Linked DNA regions of Gossypium arboreum: all the other regions are linked to region 2. A link is a contact called in public Hi-C data. All regions are on one chromosome and are shown on one strand. The core of a region is the stretch at or near the end of the contact, and the rest is flanking DNA. Distances in the headings are between cores, read along the strand shown.

What was found. A called contact is a pair of places that touch in the nucleus more often than the background predicts.
Region 1: a Hi-C map of leaf shows a contact between it and region 2, with 3 times the contacts expected there. The contact joins the promoter of LOC108459115 here to the promoter of LOC108460515 in region 2. A contact is called at or near these places in 2 of 5 Hi-C or Micro-C datasets (both in leaf).
Region 3: a contact with region 2 is called in a Hi-C map of leaf, with 4 times the contacts expected there. The contact joins the promoter of LOC108457699 here to the promoter of LOC108460515 in region 2. A contact is called at or near these places in 2 of 5 Hi-C or Micro-C datasets (both in leaf).

What each region holds. Positions count from the first base shown.
Region 1 is chr4:92,667,044-92,670,537 of ASM2569848v2, reverse strand. It overlaps LOC108459115 (putative homeobox-leucine zipper protein ATHB-51), which reads right to left and starts at 1,425. Exons shown (of 3, transcript XM_017758477.2): 1 at 1,216-1,425; 2 at 776-1,110; 3 at 275-559. The coding sequence starts at 1,306. The coding sequence ends at 311.
Region 2 is chr4:92,816,538-92,819,756 of ASM2569848v2, reverse strand. LOC108460515 reads right to left here and starts at 1,422. Exons shown (of 4, transcript XM_017760029.2): 1 at 920-1,422; 2 at 1-471. The coding sequence starts at 1,129.
Region 3 is chr4:92,583,653-92,586,874 of ASM2569848v2, reverse strand. LOC108457699 (F-box protein PP2-A15-like) reads right to left here and starts at 1,279. Exons shown (of 3, transcript XM_017756780.2): 1 at 697-1,279; 2 at 406-524. The coding sequence starts at 1,008.

The sequences.
Region 1 (3,494 bases), core at 176-2,675, 150 kb after region 2:
TCCTAACCAGAGAATTGAGAAATAAGTAATATGTTTATTTTGAAGTTATTGCCCTGTCGGCCCTGTTTTTTGCTTTTGTGTTTATCCTGTGCCATTAATTCAGTGTTTTGAGAGAGCTTGGAATTGCACTGTTGTCACGTGATGAAGTAAAATACATCTTTTTGTTGTAGCAAACTCTCCAACAAAAGTCCTCAAAATTGAGATGAACCTCTTCTTCATTTTACTAAAACTGTTTTAATTAAGCTAGCTCTAAGAGGTAACTTGTGCTAACTGCTAAATTAACAAACTCTATTAAGAAGATAGGAGTTCATTAGGGATTAGTAGGCAGCTGCTCACCCCAGTAGGTTGAACCTACTGGGTTTGGGTTATTCTTGTCTACATTGAAAAGATAGCTGCATTGATCAGCGATCGGATGATGGTTGTTTGGGACAACCATATATTTGTTAGAGCAATGAATCAAGGTGCTTTCGATGGTCTCTTCCCCGGAGATTTCCGTGTAACCTGTGGAGACTTGGTTTCTTGTTGGTTGTTCCCTTAGCATGGCTTTCAATTTCGAGACCTGCATTAGGGGCTCATTTAAGCAAATCTTATATTTGGCAAGTAAGAGAAAAATATAGTAGTATTTATGTTGTACATGTCATTTTATAAATGAGTTGTCATAAAATAAGTCCCAAGACAGAGTTGAAATGATTTGGAATGCATATGGCATATGAATGAAAAATGTGCATGAAATATGCAGGGTTTTGAAGATTGATCCCAGTGGCAGTGAGTAGACCTCATGTTGAAGCTTTTGGGTCTCCTTGGAGACAAGATGGAGGTGATGTTGAAGCGCATTGCATAAGCGCTCAAGCTCCTTAGCTTTCCAACGAGCACGCCTGTTTTGGAACCAGACAGCGATTTGTCTTGGTTGGAGTCCAAGCTCCCTGGAAAGCTTCATTTTCCTCCGAGGATCCAACTTTATGTCTTCTTGGAAACTCATCTCCAACCACTCCAACTGCTCATTTGTCAAACGCTTCTTCTTCTCTTCATTATTCATGTATATCTTCTTCTTCTTCTTCTTCTTCTCCATAGCTGCTGCCTCTGCTAATCCTACATTCATCATCTCCATACCTAAAAGAAAGGAGAAAAACAGCAATACATACATCCATACATATACATATAATCAAATAAAGAAAAACAGATAGGTGATTTGAGCGAGGGGGTTAATGGCTAAACCTGGAAAATATTGATCATAGTTATAGTTGTAAAGGGAAGTAAGAGAAGGGGGTTGTCCAGGAACAAAGGATAAGGTGCCATTCCATTCCATTTTTCATCAGTAGTTTTCTTAAAGATGAACTCCTTATATATTGGGAATCTATGGACCACTACCAACATCAATGGAGGAATGAATGTGTGTGAGACTGAAAGCAAAGGGTATCCTTTCTTGTCTATACTTTGGTATGTTGATGTCTGAATTTAAAGGGAGAAGAGAGATGAAACTAAAGGTGAGAGAGAGTGTTGTCGGTTAATTAGAAGACGAAATAAACAAAAAATGCAAATGCGGAATCATAGGTCTCCATCTGGTCCCAGAAACCTGGATCTATGTAGCTCACGTAAAGTAGTAGTCTGTTCTCTCTGCAGTATTTGTTTGAAAAATAATTAAAAATAGAGGTGGCTAGTAACATATAAAGTGAGAGTTGGGGCTCACCCTACTGTTTCACCCTCCCTATGCCATTGCCACCTTAACGAGCTGCAGAGAAAGGAGATCGTGTAATTTATCTTCATGGGATGGGATTTGGATTTAGTTTAATAAACCCATTGTTGTATATAGAATTGAATGAATTCCAGTATTGCTGGTGACCCGGGGAGGCCAGGCCTAGCTACCTATATATTATCATCAGCTGAGTTGGTGCAAAGAGATATGAAAAAGTGTTTTTAACTTTTTAATAGAGATGGATTTCATTGAAGAAGGAAGAAGGCTAGAAGCATTGAAACTGAACCTACACCTAAATGACGTCCTTGCTATCCTCTTTCACACACAAAAAAAAAAAAAATCCAATAGGGTTGCATAAAAGCATCTGAGTTGAGGCAACACAGGACATAAAAAGAGAGAGGTAAATGCACCGTTGGAAACAATGTGTGAAATAAGGTTACAAGTTACAACAGCACTTCATGTTCAATAACAGAACAGTAGAAAAACAACCCCCCCCCCCCCGGTTCCCCCCAAAAAAAGAGCTTTTCTGCTTTAAATTCTTTTGTTCCTCCCCTCCCTTTTTTTCTTTTTAATTATTCTTTTACGAATATATGAAACCAAAAATTATCTAGAGCAGTATATAATTTTTAGATTATTTAGAAAATTAGGTAATTATTATTTTTCTAAAAAATAGTATAAAAAGTGTTAAGTATAATGATAAGGCACATTGTTGAGACGGACAACCACGTAAAATAGTCATTTGATACTATGAGTTTATTATAGATGCATCATATAGGCTAAGGGGATTTAGAAATTCTTTTAGTAGGAGTAGGAATTTAAATATAATTTTTCATCAAAATATAAATTTATTATGTATTAATTTATAATTTCATCATTTTGAAGGATTAAATACAATTTTTTTTATTTTTAGGGAGGCTAAAGTGAAATTTTACTATATATATTAATTTATAATTTCTTTACTTATAAGAGGACTGAATTGAAAACTTTTCATTTTAAGAGGGCCAAAGTACCAATTTATCATATATGAATTTATAAGTTTTTTATTTATAAAATGACTAAATTGAAATTTGAAGTGCCAAGACCCTTGCTTGCACCCTTAACTCCGCCTCTACATGTAGTATTTATTTTCAATTCAAAATTAAAACTCAAAAAGAAAATTTTAAATGAATGATGATCAAGAGTCTAAACTTGCTCCTAACACAATAAACTCTTTTTTTTTGAAGCAACACAATAAAATCTTAAATATATATATATATATATATATATATATATACTTAAATGTTAATTCTTAATTTTTTTTTACTAGTACCTTAACAATTATGGGTGTTGAGATTATTGCACAGTCAAATCATCATAGAATTTGTGTCTTGATTGTCAAAAAGAAAATGATTTGAAATTTAATGCTCAAGGCCTCAACACTCATGAGTATCGAGTTTAACGTAGCCAACTCTGATTAAGATATTTATTTCTCATAAGCCCAACCAGCTCATTTAATAAATGGAATTAGACACGTATAAGAGTCAAGCTTTTCTCTTATAAATCCTCTAACAAGCACCTCTCTAACTCTCCCACTTAGGGAAAAAATTAAATTTTCTATTTAAGATTTATTTGTTTCATGAAAATTGCTTCTAAAAAACGATTTTGAAAAATCAATATTTTATGGTGATTGAATAAATTTGTGTAAAATAACTTTCATTATTAGATAATTTTTTAAAAATCATTTTCAAAAATTATCTTTAGTAAAACAAACACAACATAAATATTTTCTTAACTGAAAAATAATTTTCATTAAATAATTCTA
Region 2 (3,219 bases), core at 173-2,672:
CTTTTTCTTCTGATTTCTACTCAAATCCCCATTAGTAGACAGCACCGTCTTGTCCTTACTATTTGGAAGGATGAGAGGAGCACCTGACTTTCTAGGGTCCTTGGACGGATCTATCATTGACAACAATAAAATATTTTCCGGCTTCAGATCAGTGTGTATAATGGAAAGCTCTCTATGCAAGTAATCCAAGCCCATTAGAATATGGAAACATATCTCCTTAACCATATGAATAGGCATGCCACGATAATCAGAGTACTTGATGAGAGTCAAAAGATTATCTCCCAAGTACTCAAACACCATACAAACATGCTGCCCATTCGGACCTGAATGCTTAAAATGATCCAAAAGCTTCACCACACATTTTTTATCCTCTTTATCCCCATCCGCAATCTGTTGCAAGATTGTTATCTCATCCATCGCTGCCTCAGTGTAATGCTGGGCACTTTTTTGTACTTTCAAAGCTACATAACACTGTAGTTTAAAAACAAATTATTAAATATAACATAATCAAACAATTTAACTAAAATTAAAAGAGAATAGACTACATTTCTTAGTGATTTTTCTGCTGTTTCATAGTCAAAATTGATCAAGCAAACAAATGACTACTTGCGAGTGGCAACGAACGCTTTTTATTCGTTCTTTACAATCCATTATATTTTTCTCCGTTGTTTTCTAGGCAAAAAGTCTTAACACGATATTAACACAAATGAAATGATAAAGGTTCTTCTTTAGATGCTTTTCCTTCAATTAAAGGATCACAAACAGTCTTATCAAATATTATTGAAATAAACCAAATAAATAGAGCTAAAAGGCAAACTTCTTCAGTAAACTAAGCAGATTTAATTATAGTAGGCATAATTGAAGTGATCAACAAGGGAAACGAAGCAAGATCTGCTAGAGAGAAAGAGAGAAAGAGTACGGAGCGGTGAGTGTCCCAAGCGAGCCAAACGGTGGAGAAATGGCCCCAACCGAGCTTGCTTTGTACAACGTAACGACCGTTCTTGAAAGTGTCTCCGATTCTAACAGCGTGATAACCGCCCCGCCGGTAATCTTCCGTTCCTTCGTCTTCCGATGTCAAATCCCCGCTCTCAGTCCCGGTCCACTCTTCTTCCTCCTCCTTGTCCCCCATTCCCTTGTCTTCCAAAATCTAGATAAGGAAAAACTAAAAGGACATAATTTCTAAAAATTTCAACAATTCCTCGATTAGATTCAGCTGGATCAGCAGATCTTGCAGCTACTCCTATGATAGAAAAAGGAAATTTTCTATTTTCTTCGTTTAGATTGAAGGAAAATAAAATGTTGGAAAAAGAAGGAAAAAAAAAAAAACTTTTTCGGTTTTTGTGCGGGAGAATAATCCCCGTATGGGAAGTAGGGACTTTGAAATTTGGGGTTTTCGTTTTCTTCTTTTCCTTTTTTAATACGTGGCGTAAAAAAGTGGGCTGGAATCCTCTGTGTGTGAGGTGTCGTCATTAATCGGAAAAATCCAACATGATTGGAGTACTATTACCAGTAAAGCAACATTTATTTTTTAATTTTGAAATTTAGATTCTCTCAAATAATTTAATAACATTGTTAAGATGAAATTTAAAATGTATAATTTAAAAAATTACAAAATTTTCGTAAGTTGGCCATTGAATTTTTTTAAAATTTTAAAATGATACGTAGTTAATTTTTTAAAATTTAAAGTGTCTACAATTGAACTTAAATTTTAAGTAAAAAATTAAATTTTAAAAATAAAAATAATGATTAAATTTTAAATTTATGAAAAATAAGAGTATTGTGATATATTTTAATTTTTTAAAAATTTTAAAAATAACTATAAAAATATTTAAAAAATTCATTTATTTTGGTTTTTTAAGCTGGCCCTTCCTTCCAAGGGGATTCGATTCTCTTGTTTCTTTCATTACCAACAAAGAGTTTTGTCATTTGCAGCATCGCCTCTAATCTTCTATCCATCACTCCACCACCAAATTAAGCAATTTGCTCTTACTTTCCAAACTTACAATTTACTACTTTCATCCTTTTCAATTATTTTTCTTATAGGAAATACCCAAATATTGAAACTCCACCTACATTAAAAAAAAAAAATTGTTTCGACCCTTGACCCAACATTTTATGAAAAAATCGACTCGGCTTCCGACTCCAACCAGAACTTATTTTATTACATTATACAAAATTTGTAATTATAAAAGAACTAAATCATTTAGTTTGATGTTACTAGAAATTTTTGATGCACCATTTATAATTACAAGTATGTTTGAACTCATAAGTCAGATTTTTTTTTAACCATTAAGCAACACAAATATATACGAGTTTCAACGTGGAGAATTTTACAGTCATCCAAGCTTTGGTGTTGCAGAAATTTATAGAAACAAGGGGAAATATGCAAAAGCCACACCTCAAGTAACACACAAACTATCAACCCTTTTCTCATCACTACACAAATAAAAAAAAAAATTATAAAACTCACGGTCAAGAGAGTTTCCATTGAGGGGTTCAATTGTAATTAAAAATTATAATAGAGGTAATCTTGTAAATATCTTGAGACGGCACAGGTTTATCCGAATCCCTATCTTAACGTGTCTAGTTTTAAAATTTAATTCACTCTGAACTTGATTTAAGTAAAAGAGAAAATCGACATTATAAAATGGAATCCATCAAAATCCGTCAGTTTCTAAGTTTTTTTTCTTTTTACCATTCCTAAAACATATTATAATTTTAATGTATTATTTTCTATTAATTTAAAATAAAAGAATGAATACATATATGTAAATTGTGTTGTTTTGTGTTAACAGGATAGGTATAGCATGTGTCAAAAAATTTAAATCTTTATGTCAATTAGGAGCTTGAAATCTTGTCATGTTTAATATATATAAATAAAAGAATTTATAGGTGCTAGCAACATAAATTCAAATATCAAGATTTGTAATTTTTTTTATTTTTTAAATTAAAGGAAAAGATAATACTACCCTCATAATAATATTTATTTTAAAAAGTATTTATTTTAATATTTTATTATATATCTCAACGACACTTGTCAACTTCTAATTTTATTTGTGAAATCTAATATCTCTTCTCACAGATAATTTTTCTTTAAAACTTTTATGAACTTTATTAAGGCTTAGTTTAAATTAAAAACACTTTTGGAGCCGTAAGTAAATACTAAATAGGCAACTTTTAAAATTAAAAGTGCTTTTGAAAAACTTTTTGAACCCAAAA
Region 3 (3,222 bases), core at 30-2,529, 230 kb after region 2:
AAATATTCAGAGGTTTCAGCCTTTCCACATAATACCATTTGTATAAAAACAACATCAACAAGCAGCAAAGCCTAGAAAATAGCAGTTGATTAGCATCCAAATGCATTTCCTTCCACCAAAGGAAAAAAAAGGTGTAGATTGATAATACAATTTACCAAGAGTTCCATTCCAAGAAATATATAGCTTATCCATCGACATGCTCCATGTAGAAGAAAAATTATAAGCAACTAATTCTACTTTATGCTAGTTCAAGCAATCAATACAAAAATCCCACTCCTATGGTTAAAAAAATTTACTAGAAACATTTCAAGATACAAGTATATCAATCCCATATTAAGTGAACGTCAAATTAATAAATTCCACTTGAAACTTTAGCATCGAAATGTGATGATGTTAATATCAAACCTAGATTCTTCAGTAGCAACCCTATTCCAATATCTCCGATCATCGATTCCAGTAATTGCCATCCCTTTTGCAGATATTGCCATGCATACCCTGCCTGTCACTCTGTCTAGCCATACTTCCTGCATCACCCCATGTTCAACCGTCAATAATCTTCACTTGCTCATCTAATGATAATAAAGCAGCTAAACCAAACAAAAAGGGAAAATCATTTAAAAAGGAAATGTCTAGATATTTAAAACAATAATCAAAAGGTACCGGGTGAAAAAAAAACGAACTTCTATAATGACCTACCTTATATCCATCATCAAAAGGTACCGGGCGAGAAAGAAGCGCAAAAATGTCTTTCTTGGACATGTTCTGGTACCTCTCAGGAGGCAACAAATTTAGCAGATCTTGATAATTAGTGGGTAGCTTCTTTACCCAGATGGAGTCGGAGGAGGCAGCCCCTCTAAAGGCGCGATTCAACCTGGCGAGATTGCAAATCTCCGGGGGCGTCAAGTTCATGAAAACGCAGGCCAAGCAGCCCTCGGGTATGTCCCCCAATCCTGGTGTCATCTCGGTCCTATTGGTTCCCTCCGTTCGTCTGGAAAGGGAGGCACCCATGAAATCCTTTCTCTTTAAAAAATACCTTGTATTTCTATTTATAAAAATTCAGTGTTTTAGAGGTAGGTTGGTAGTGAGAAGAGTGAAGAGGGGAGGGAGAAAATCTGTGGATATTTTCTACCATTTTACTTTGGTTTGTTTTTTCCGGGAAAATGTGTGTTTGGGGGAGGTGGGAAAGAAACCGAGGCAAAAATGTTTGTTTAGAATTTACCTAGACAGACTTTTGAGGATGCGTTTGGTGGGGTACATTAACCGAAACGGAAATGGAATGCAGCTCTTCTTTTTATCATTTTTTCTATAACAATATTTTTTTTTTTTATGTCATATGCACATCAAGGACACCCATATTTTACTATTACAATCATACTCCGACTTCAGATTTTTCTCTTACCATATATCTTCTTCATTATAATTCTAAAATTATTTATAATCTCTCTTAATTTATAAATAAAATGATTAACGTTTTAACATACTCAAACAAATGTCCTTCTATATTGACAATAATATTCATATCAATCGAGATAAAACTCAAAAACCCAACTTTAAATTCTTAAAGAAAATATTTAATTAAATTACATCAAATAAATATCTTGATGAACATGATGAAACTGTAAAAGTTTTATCCTCTAATCTATTAAAAGAAAAAAAAGGACAAAACTTGATCTTTCCATAATCTTTGTTTCCTTTTAGGAATTTTTTTAAAAAGAATTTTATGGATGCCCATTATAACTATACTGAATATTTTTCATCCAAATTAGTTAAAATTAAATTTTAATATCCATAATAATCATGTCACATTCTTTATTAAAAATCATCAACTTCAGTTTGTATTATTATTGTTACAATTTCACTTTATTCAATTTGATTCAAATTTCATTTCATTCGACTTAATTTGAAAAAATTTTAAATTGAATTAGAATGATAAAATAGGACTCCTAAACTCGATTAACTCGAAATTTTTCACTCGATTCGGTCGAACGCTCACCCTTAGTTTTGATCTTTAATTTTTAATTGTGGTGGATTTTGAATGTTTGTGCTTTAATTTCCATTGGACAATGAAATAATAGTGATGTCGATTGAATTCTATTACTCCATTGATTATTCGATAATTGAGAATTCAATAATAACAAGTTATAGTTTTATTTGGTAATTGTAAAAAATTAGAATTTTAGTTTTACTATAAAAGTATAGTTAATGCATATTTTGGTGTATTTATATGTAGATTTATTTTGTGCGTTAAAAATATGTTTTGGCGCATCTCAAGTTTACTGATAAGAATTGCTTTGATGCATTACTACATTATTTGTTTGATTCAAATTTTAATTGATTTATATGATATATATTTAATGTTTCCATGTGTATATTATTATATTTTAAATAGAATTTAACAAATTGGTTCGACAGATTTATGATTGAACATTTCTTATTAATAGCGATTCCTCGTGGTTTTTTTTTTTTTCGATTAGAAAACCTAAATCATATAAGTTTCTCATGGTTTTAAAACATTATTAGTTAATCAATTAAATTAAAAGAAAAGGGTCTTGAATTTGTGAAATCATAGAAGACGCTATTTTTAAGAAAATAATTCAAATTCAATTTTTATTGGTTTAGTTTTAATAATTGCGGTATTTTATTCATGTCAGTGATTTATATTGATTTGTCTGCTATTATACTTATGAAATTATTATAGTTTTTAAGGTAGTTATGAACTTATTATATTAAATTATATCTTTAATGAATGATAATTACCCTTAACATTCTCTTGATTTTTATGAATTCAGACTTTGACTTGAATCGTGGTGGACTTTATATAAATATATATAAGGTATTGTATATATTATGTATTCATTGTTAAAAGATAAAATCTATTTATGATATGTTTATTTATTTACTTATTTTTTTATATTAATGATATGATTATTTATTATACATGAATTTGGGGATAATATGTGTTGTTAATCCATTAGGCAATTTTCATGAATAGATATTGAATTGATGCAAATAAATAATTTTGAATTTTTGCATAACTCAGGGAAAACTTACCGATTCATATTTTGTTAGTTTTGTAAAGCGATGATTTTTAAATTGATTGCTTGCTTCCAGTTTGGTTGTAGTTGGCTATTAATTTTTTTAAAGAAATCTCAAGCACATATATTTTGAATATATATATTTGCTCTTTAGAGAATTGTCAATTTATGTTCTAATAATTTTGTT